Linked DNA regions of Mus musculus: region 1 is linked to region 2. A link is a contact called in public promoter capture Hi-C data. All regions are on one chromosome and are shown on one strand. Each heading gives the region's core, a stretch centred on a gene start, on an enhancer-like site or on the middle of the called end of the contact. The rest is flanking DNA. Distances are from core to core; before and after follow the strand shown.

Region 1 (5,110 bases), core at 1,951-4,450, 720 kb after region 2:
ATTTGAGTTAAGACCACTCCACAAGACAGAACCCATACCCAACACTGCTTGAGTGAGCTGAGACCAGATAGCCCAGGGATCGAGAGTAAAACCAATCATTACTGTTCTATAAAAGAACACAGTGATAAAATGACTCCAAATGACATTCTGCTATAGTCATAGACCAGTGCCTTGCTCAGCCAGCATGAGAGACATTTTCTCCTGCAGCAGATGGGAACAAATACAGAGACCCAGATCCAGGTAATATGTAGAGTGAGTTCTTGGAAAACTCTGCCCTCAATAGGTTTTCTCCATCCTCTTGAGGCTCAAGGAACCCTGCAGGAGCAGAGGTGGGAAGAGCATAAGAACCAGCAGGGATGGAGGTCACCAAGGAAACAAGGCCCTCTAAAGCAACATGATTGACGCACATGACTCACAGAGACTGGGCAGTAGTCACAGGCCAGCATTGTTCCTTTGGGTACGTATAGCAGTCAGTTTAGTGTTGTGGTGGTATCCCTGAGTGTGTGACAAGTGGGTCTCTGCATCTATGTCTATTTCCTGTCCTTCTCTTAGGCTCTTTCCCTTCTGTTTGTTTGTTATGTCTCATTCCAATGTGTTAGTTTTGTTTTATGTTATTATATTATTTTTGTTATTATCCCTTAGAAGCCTGTGTGTTTCCTAATGAGAGACAGAAAGGGAGTGAATCTGAATTGGAGGAGAGGTAGGAACTGGAAGGAGAGGAGGGAAGGAAATAAAAAATCAGAATTGTAGCCTCCCCCAGCCTGAAGCGGGCTGGTGCAGACCTTGTTGCCACTGAGGTGGGGCCACCTGCGGTGCAGCTTTCCAACTTGGCTGGCTTCTTTTGAAGTGACAACTGCCCTGAGATTCTGCTACCTGCTGAACCGGTCTTCCTGAGACATTCCTGAATAAGCAACAGCCTGGCTACGAAGTGCTGACAGCATGGCGACAAAGCACCAGGGATGGACTGGCAGGGGGCGGGGGCAGCGGCGCGGGGGTGGGGGGGTGGGGGGTGGGGGTGGGGGAAGGGGAATGAGCCTTCCCCCTTTTAAGCACAGTCTCTTAGTAAACTCCGTGGGCCTTGATCAGAGAAAAATTTGTCTTGGCCTCATCATTCTTTTCTTGCCACCTAGTCTCTCTTTCAGCCCCAGCCTACCTTCCAGGAATACCTGGTTCATGTAGGCCGCGGGCCGGCTACTACTACACAGGATATAGTATGTGAGGGGAAAAAAAACCCTATTTTCAATAAAAGAGGGAAAAAAAGAAACAAAAAGGTCATAAAGCATGATTTTCTTTTATTAAAAAAAAATAAAAAGCATTTTCACACCTTGCTTGGAGATAGCAACTCAGTCTGGGCTGGCACAAGATGCATCTCTGTGAAGCCCTGTGGCTCTAGCCCAACAATTCAATGCTAAAAATTAAATCCTGAAGAAAGACAGACGCTGTGTACCCACCCGTGCAATAGCGGCATGGCTGTTACAGGGTTGGTAACTACTTTCTGATGGGATCTGAGACCTGCTTCACAAGAAGGAATTTCATGCTGGTATGGTAATTCTAGTCACAAGACCAGGGCTTAGGAGATCATAAGCCCCAGCACAGAACCTGCTATTGTTATTTTATTAAATGGTCGCTTTGTCATGTTGCCTTCTATATATTTATGTTTACACCCACAGACCTGGTCTGCTCCCAATCTTGGTGGGAAAAGCTCCTTTTATTAGTGGGCAGCCCTCAGTACAGGGACTCATAATTGGTCAAAGTATTGAAGAGAGACTACGCACTCATCTTTAAATGGAACATCTTTAACAATTCTTTACCCCTTGCCAAGAAGAGAGGGAAGGATTGGGTGGTGTGCCCTTCCTGGATGTGTGTTCCTGGGTGTGGGCTGTGAGGTTTCAAAAGCATAGGCCATTCCCAGTGAGAGAGTCTCTCTCTGTCTGTCTCTCTGTGTGTCTTTCTCTCTGTCTTTCCCTGTCTGTCTGTCTGTCTCTCTGTTTCTCTCTGTGTCTCTGTCTCTCTCGTAGTCTAAACTTGTAAGCTCTCAGCTTCTTCCCTACCACAATGGTCATGGACTTTTACCCTGTGAACCTGTGAGACCCCATGCAATGATTTCTTTCATAAGTTGTGTAGGTCATGGTATTTTGCCAGGCAATATAGAAATAAGTACAACATGTGCTCAGGAGAGTATGGAAGAGTTGTGGAAGTGACCTGTCAGTAAACATGCTCAACTATCAACTCCACAGCACAGGGAACATCATGGGTCCAGGTAAGGTTTGGACTGTGTACTGGCTGGTTTTGTGTGTCAACTTGACACAGCTGGAGTTATCACAGAGAAAGGAGTTTCAGTTGAGGAAATGCCTCCATGAGATCCAACTGTAAGGCATTTTCTCAATTAGTGATCAAGAAGGAAAGGCCCCTTGTGGGTGGGACCATCTCTGGGCTGGTAGTCTTGGTTCTATAAGAGAGCAGGTTGAGCAAGCCAGAGGAAGCAAGTCAGGAAAGAACATCCCTCCATGGCCTCTGCATCAGCTCCTGCTTCCTGACCTGCTTGAGTTCCAGTCCTGACTTCCTTGGTGATGAACAGCAGTATGGAAGTGTAAGCCGAATAAACCCTTTCCTCCCCAATTTGCTTCTTGGTCATGATGTTTGTGCAGGAATAGAAACCCTGACTAAGACAGACTGAGAACAAACCATTAGAGAAAGGACAAGCCTGTCTGCCATGCCATTGGCACATTGGTATGCTTATTCCTCACTCCCAGCAGGAAGCACAGACCTGCATGGTGCCTGGGCAGAGTACAAAGAAGTGGGCAAGCAATGTTTACATGAAAGAGTTTCAAAGTCCTTTCAGACAAACAAATTGGGTCTCTGTCTCTCTGTGACTCACAGGATCCTGACAGTGGGTGCAGTAGTTAGGCTTCTCAAGAGGGAAAAGCAGTTCAGCATCACACACACACCTCAGTTCTGCATACCCAACCCCACATCAGTCCTGTGTTCCCCACACACACCTCAGTCCTGTGTTCCCCACACACACCTCAGTCATGTATCCCACACACACACCTCAGTCCTGTATCCCACACACACACCTCAGTCCTGTGTCCCACACACACACCTCAGTCCTGTATCCCACACACACACCTCAGTCCTGTGTCCCACACACACACCTCAGTCCTGTGTCCCACACACACACCTCAGTCCTGTATCCCCCACACACACCTCAGTCCTGTATCCTACACACACCTCAGTCCTGTATCCCACACACATAGTTCAGTTCTGCATCCCCAATCCCACCACAGTTGTGTACCCCCCACACACACCTCAGTTGTGTACCCCCTCACTGCCCCAGTTCAGCATTCTGCCACCCCAGTTCTGTATCCCCCTAACTCAGTTCTATAAGCCTCCATCCCTCCTCTGCAAGAGAAGATCAGAAAAAAGCCTGAAAATCGAAAGAAACTGAAAACTGAGAACCTTCTCAACTTATCTGGGAAACCTCAGGGCCACTTCTTGTTGTTCTCTTAAATTTGCATCTTCCTCTTAAGATTTCTTCTGATCCCTGTCTGACAGGCTTCTTAGCGATAAATAATAAAAGTACAGAAAGTTCAGAAATAGGTTTCTAGTTATATTGACAAGGACTGTGAGAGATGGCCCCTGCTAGCATCTCCCCACATACACTGCTTTTATAAACTACTGCACAGCAACCAGAGAACAAGGCACCAGCAGTTACCAGTGAGATAACGGGGGTCACACTTGCTGTCTAGCATTAGCTTCTAACTAGTCTTCTGGGTGATGAATGGTTCATTGTACACAACACAAAATGAAGTGGTAGGTCTTCATCATAGAGCTAAAAGTAAAATACAAAAGAACCAACAAAATGCACAGCCACGTATGCAAAACCACACTACCTTTGCATGTTTCTTCTTTAAAGAGTTTAACTCCTTCTGTTGTTTCTTTAAATGCTTCAAGTAAGCCTGCAGGGGAGAAAAAGAGGATCTGATCCGAAATGAGATTCATTCTGTCTGTCTGTCTGTCTGTCTGTCTGTCTGTCTGTCTCTCTCCCTCCCTCCCTGTCTCCCACCCTTGCTCCCTCCTTCCCTTCCTCTCTCTCCCTCTCTCCGCCCCCTCCCTCTCTCTGTCTTTCTCTTCCCTTCTTTCCATCTATCCTTTTGCCAGAGGTAATCATAATGATTGTACTTTGTGATGAAAAAAAAAAAAAAACCCTTGTTTCATCAATGTTCATAGTACTCGGACATCTAAAAAGTAGTCAAGACATTTTACCTTCATTTGCTTTAAATCTTCTATCCTCACTTGAGGGATAAGTTCAATACCTTTAAAAAAAGTCACAAAAATATCATTATGTATATTAAAATTAGAGTAAATAACAGACAATATAAACTTTCTAAGGTATACCTGATACTTCCAAAACAGCTTGCATGGGCTTTTTACCCACGGTCTCAGGGCAATTGAGGAGGAGTAGCTATAACTCTCAATCAGCCAGCCTTCTTAGCACTGGGGCATGGGCTAAGTGGACCCATCGAGCGGCCAGGCACCTAGGACCTGCCGCAGTTATTTTCATCTTTGCATTTGGGTACGTGGTATCAGTCAACTAACTTCCAGCTCGACTCCTATCTTAGTCATCCATCACCAAGAAGCAAAACATGGTAAGCTTCTTTGGGGTAGATTTAACCTTAGCATCTAAGCAATGTGCTATTGAGTGTGGCAATGTCCTAAACACAGGAAAAATGAAATCAGACTACCTATTTAAGGGGTTCTGTCATGAAAACCTTGAGTAAGACACTCAGCCTGTTTGCTAGCTGAGTAAAGGCTGGACTCAGAGTAGTCACGGTAAACACAATTGCCGAAGAAGAATCCTCAGATGGTTCTGTTTGATTACAGATTTTCATTGTAGGCAAACAGAACGATTGTGTATTCAAAGATAACTGACTTCTACTGGAATCCCCAAAGCAGGTATGATGTATTTAAGGAGGATAGGTATGGAGACCCATGCTCTTGCTTGTAGGTTTGATTGCTTTTAAGATTGGCATGACCAGTGGATGTAGAAGGAAATCTTGATGGGGGGTGGGGGGGGAATCAGTGATGGGATCCATGGTATTTCAGGGTA
Region 2 (4,964 bases), core at 2,025-4,524:
TTATTTCTATTAAGATTACTAGATTCTAAACTTACTGAGGTCAAAAACCATATAACCATGAAATGTTATATCCCCTGTGGGGTTGATTTATGTATCTGGTGCTTTCTGACTGATCAATATCTTCCTATTAGGTTGGTGCCTGCTGGCAAGGGATGACATTGCAGAATGTATCCAGTGCTGAGGCCAAACCCATTATTTTTCCTGCTTTTCTAGTACTGTAACGCAATCTCATAATGTAAGAAGCATTGCTTATTGATAGTGCATCATTTAAAAGTCAGGATTTTCTTTTGTTTCCTCCTTCAATCTCTTTATTACATTGTTTTTATTTCTACAATGGTCAAAGCCAACAGTTCTCCTGAAGGCCAGCTGCTATGCAGTTGCTAGGCGTCATTGGAGGAGAAATCAATTGTTCAGCTGATAACCTTTACTGCAGGGTTAACTTTAGAGTTTAGGAATATCATCTAACAAATTAAGGGACAGCTTGCCTTAGAGCTGTGAAAGCTTTATAAAGTAAAGGTTAAATTATCAATTCTAGGGATATTGCACCATGAAAAGATTGTAGAAATTGTACATTATTTTGTGCTGAGAATGCTAAATGTGGAAAACAACAATAAACAAACAAGCAGGTTCCATCCCACCATCTGCAGGAATGTTTCCTGGATTCTCCATATGCCTCTCTGCTCCCACCTCCTTCATCACATTGTCCTGGATTTTTAAAACGAAGAAAAACCATCTTATTATTTTTCCTTCTGAAGATTTTCCATGACAAAAATGTTAAATCTACGTCACAGGTACATTTCTTTTTATTTTCTCAGCTAACTTTCCTATATATTCAGCTATATAAATACTCATATTGCCTCTTTTTCCCACCTCGGCACCTTAGCCAGCTTTACTGCAATGCTATGCCCCCTTCCTTCATCTTCCACTATCCAGCAAACCTAGCAGTAATTACTAACGTTCAAGCACATAATTCAGGCAGCATTAGGCTTTGCATTTGACGCAACTGCGCAGAACTGTCTGGATTTGCACTATAACAGCAAAGCATTTAAATAAGACTCCTCCCCATACTCCCCCCCCCCTCCACCTCCCATCAATGAAACGTAGTTGTTTATTATATCTGAAGATTTCAGAGTTATAAACTCCCATGCAGCTAAATAATCTGGAATGAATTTCCACTGAGATCAACTTACATCTACACACAATAATATGCCAGCATATACATACATGGAAACACATGATTTTTATAAAGAGAACCCACAAATAAATAGCTGGGGATAAAATAACTCTTTTTAATAGAGAATTTTAGTATCTTTGGGAGACAGATGATTGGAGTTATAACTAAATGAACACAATTCAAGACCTTTGGGAGGAGGTCTTTAAAAGGGTTCATGCTAGCATGTCTTTAATGCATTATATACATCCTTATATATGAAGCTGTTATTCTCATTTAACAACTGTGGAAAGCATATCATTTTAGTCTTGATACATTCATGACAATTATGAGACTCTAAATCAAACAGATATTTATCATCATGACAATTTTTGCTCATGCGGAGTCTCTAAGCCTCAGAGAAGAAAATAGTTATCATGACCTCAGCAAAATCCTGCAGTGCCATAATAGAAATTGCAGTGAATCTTGGGGGTCAGATTCCTGCTTCAGCCGATTCATAACCCTGAAGGACATGTTTAACTTCTCCCAAGGATGACCATTCTTAACGTCAACATCTACAGCAATCAATCTGCCATATCCAATGTTAATATGAAATGCACTAACTCCAAAACCACAGCCAAAGATATTGAAATTTTTCTTTTGGCTGTGTATGCTTGTTTCTACCTAGTTTTAAGAATAAAGGAAAAGTGACAAAGGGATTTATTCCAGAAACTAGTTCAGATAACCCATATTAAAAAAAAACACAGGGAAGGAACTGTCCTATAAATAGATAGTACTAGCATCATCTTATAAGCCCACTGGAGCCCACCTAATATCAACGGATATATCTACCCTGTGTTAAATACAAAAAATTACAGTATATATGTCGTAATGGAGGATAAGTGACCGTTTTTAAAAGTATGGTTTTGTTTTGTTTTGTTGTTTTGTTTTTGTCTAAACCAAGGCACAGGAAGAAATACAGAAGGCTTCTACAAGTAGTCTGCTTTTTCTTGAAGCTACGTGGGAAGTGAGGAAGAGAGCAGGCAATTGTCTGTAAATAAATCCCTGCTGACAGGATTTATTCTTCTGTCTTTCTTTTAATCTACTATGCGAGCTCTATTAAGACTTTCTATAAGACCTGGATCTCAGAGAGAAAATTTGGCCTCTAGTCCCAGCCAGGCATCTCTGCAGCAGGTAATGCGGCGCTGCAGCCGGATCGCTGTCCGCGGTGCTGAAAGGTCAGGGCGCCGACGCGGGCGCCGAGCACTCCTGTCCAGGGTGCTGAGCTCCCGCCATCGCACCCCCACTAGTCTAGCCCACCGCACCAAACCTCCAGAGCTCTCCCACTTTGCAGCACATGCTCGCCTGTAGCTGACTTGGGGCAGGCGGCATAAATCAAGTCTGTGGGGCATGGAGGCTGCTGCCGCTGCCGCTGCCGCAGCTCAGCTTGCCCAGGGAGGGAACTGCCCCCCTTCTCCTTTCGCCTCCCCAGCGCCCACACCCTGCCTTCTCATCTCCCTTGGGTAGCAGTGCCCTAAACACTACAGTCATAATCATAGGGTTGGAACGAACTACAAGATCGTGTTTTGCTTTTAAATTTTAGACTACAGGTAGAAAAAAAACCCCACAATCCTAATAACCTAAACATATCTCAAAACTGCATCGCAAGATGGAAGAGGGTCCCACGGCTGCTTCAAAAGAGTAAGTTATTATTCTGTACACATCCTCGCTATTTCTTCCCACCACTCCATCTGTAGTGTCCCCATTCACTCCTTCTCCAAACAGCTCACCTCGAAAATACTTTTATGCAGCCCCAGGCGAGAGTCTAGGTAGATATGCACACAGGGAATACCGCACCCTAAGTGCACCAATACTTGTATTTACCCAGGCTCACTTGGGCTGCCAGCTGCAGTCCCTTCTGTGTATGCAGCCATACAGGGCTAGGACCTGGATCGGGGGAGGGGGCTCTTTACCTTGTCTTCTCCGGAGGATGCTGTCCGCTGATCCCTGCAGGTAGCAAGAGTGGAGGAGCCGCCGGGTAGGGAGGGAAGGAAAGACAGCTCCAGACCTCCCCGAGGTTTCTTCTTCAATGCAACGTGAGCTCTGCCCTCATCAAAGATGGCCGTTCCTTTGACGTCAGCAGCTTTTAATAGCCGGCTCCTCGAGGGGCGGGGAGGAAGTGTGATGGGGGAGGGCGGAGGGAGGAAGGTGGCTGGGGGCGGTAGGGGAGGAGCCGGGAGGTGCGGAGCGCTTGACTCAGCTCCCTGAGCGCTTTGCAGCAACCCTTTTTATTTCAATCTTTTATAAACACCCAAATGGAGCGATTCTTTTGACTCCATTTTAGCACCGTCTTGGGAAATACATATTTCTTGCGACTGTTTTCCTGATGGCCTATGCGTTTGCTTACGTGTGCATGCATATGTGAATATATGTATGTAAATACGTGTGTTTGGAATGTATATACAATTATAATAATGTAAACATATACATATTTATATGTAAAACGTTCCCCTGATGATTTGTCTTTGGTTGAGTCACAGACACGAGAGGAAGGTAAAGGAATAGAAGGGTAATGATGTGAGGGATTGGCATAGATTTCTGTTGTGATTTATTTTCTCCAGAGAAGAGGGTCCGAAGAGGCATTCCCCTCAGCTCTCGCTCTCACCAGCTCCTTTCGTGACCAGGTTACTCACATTGCTATTTTTATGAAAATTATTGTATTAAAGCAGCATTGCAGGTTTAGAGTTCTCATTTAATCATGGCCAGTTTGGGAAAGGCTCACACTTTCTTTTAAAGTACGTCAGAGCAATTATCACCGAGATAACACCTGAGTTGGGGAAAGGGAGAGGGAAGCTAGTTAGCCCTATTAGCTTGGGTTTGCAGGGCTAGGGCTTTGAGTTGCGAGTTGTTTGCCCGGGGCTTATAGATGACTCTGTGGCGGGTTGAATTTGCAGTCTGGGCCTAGAGCGGTATTCGGGTTTCTTAGAACGTGTCCAGACATCCGGGGGTGGGGGTGGGGGGAAGGTGGCTAGGACAGTACTGAAATCTGGAGGGTCACTCATTGCACAAGCACTTTCAGTGGCCGACCCTCTGAACCTCTGGGTCTGGTATGAGCAAGAATGTCTACTTCTGCTGGTTCAGATGAAAGATTAGAAGTAATAACCACACAATATAATCCTGTCTTTGCTTGTCGTGCGTCAGGAGCAGTCAGGAGCTGGGTAGGGCAGGCGGCGATATGCAAATAGTTCGGTGGTGCAGCCTCTAGATGATTCACAGGTGTTGGGGAGGTTGTCCGGGTTCTAGGCAGGGAGGGAGAGCTGGGGAGCGCGTGGGAGGTGGGGGACCTCGTCTCAGGAACTGTTTGTACTTTTCCGCGGAGGATGCGATTAGAAGTCGTGCCTCGCAATCTTAAAACTTGATGGCCTCTTGGGCGATGGAAAATCCTTTTCTCTTAGAAACACACACGCGCACACACACACACACACACACACACACACACACACACACACACACTTAAAACTGGATCTGAAAAGCAACGCGTAAACGCCCCCCGCCCCGGTCTCGATAACACACACACACACACACACACACACACACACACACACACACACCACGCTTGCTGGTTTTAAAGGCAAGCTTAGGTAATAAAGCTTTTAATTGTAGGCGAAGACAGACGGGGAGCTGAGGGAGGAGGGGGTTGGGTGGATGTACATAGGAGAGGAGCAGAATTTCCTTTTTCTAACAGATACCAAGATCCAAAGGATATTTTGAAATCTTAATGTTTGCGATGATGATGGTGTTTGGGTTTTGATTA

What was found. Promoter capture Hi-C pulls out the DNA fragments that hold promoters and counts their contacts.
Region 1: a contact with region 2 is called in a promoter capture Hi-C map of stem cell-derived epiblast-like cells, with 2.1 times the contacts expected there. The contact joins the enhancer-like site here to the promoter of Snap25 in region 2. A contact is called at or near these places in 2 of 39 promoter capture datasets (hippocampal neurons and stem cell-derived epiblast-like cells), 1 of 484 Hi-C or Micro-C datasets (cerebral cortex) and 2 of 115 datasets of contacts at active chromatin or transcription factors (astrocytes and embryonic forebrain).

The regions. Positions count from the first base shown.
Region 1 is chr2:135,986,686-135,991,795 of GRCm38.p6, reverse strand. Plcb4 (phospholipase C, beta 4) reads right to left here. Exons shown (of 39, transcript NM_001355153.1): 30 at 4,267-4,316; 31 at 3,894-3,959. Among named protein-coding and RNA genes, the nearest start is that of Lamp5, 69 kb to the left of the region's middle. Within about 2 kb of position 3,200, at least 24 of the 459 cell types and tissues checked have an H3K27ac peak or open chromatin away from gene starts, as enhancers often do. A contact at or near this core is called in stem cell-derived epiblast-like cells, where this site is marked.
Region 2 is chr2:136,711,760-136,716,723 of GRCm38.p6, reverse strand. Snap25 (synaptosomal-associated protein 25) reads right to left here and starts at 3,274. Exons shown (of 8, transcript NM_011428.3): 1 at 3,124-3,274. It overlaps Gm32659 (a long non-coding RNA gene), which reads left to right and starts at 2,386. Exons shown (of 3, transcript XR_375013.3): 1 at 2,386-2,851.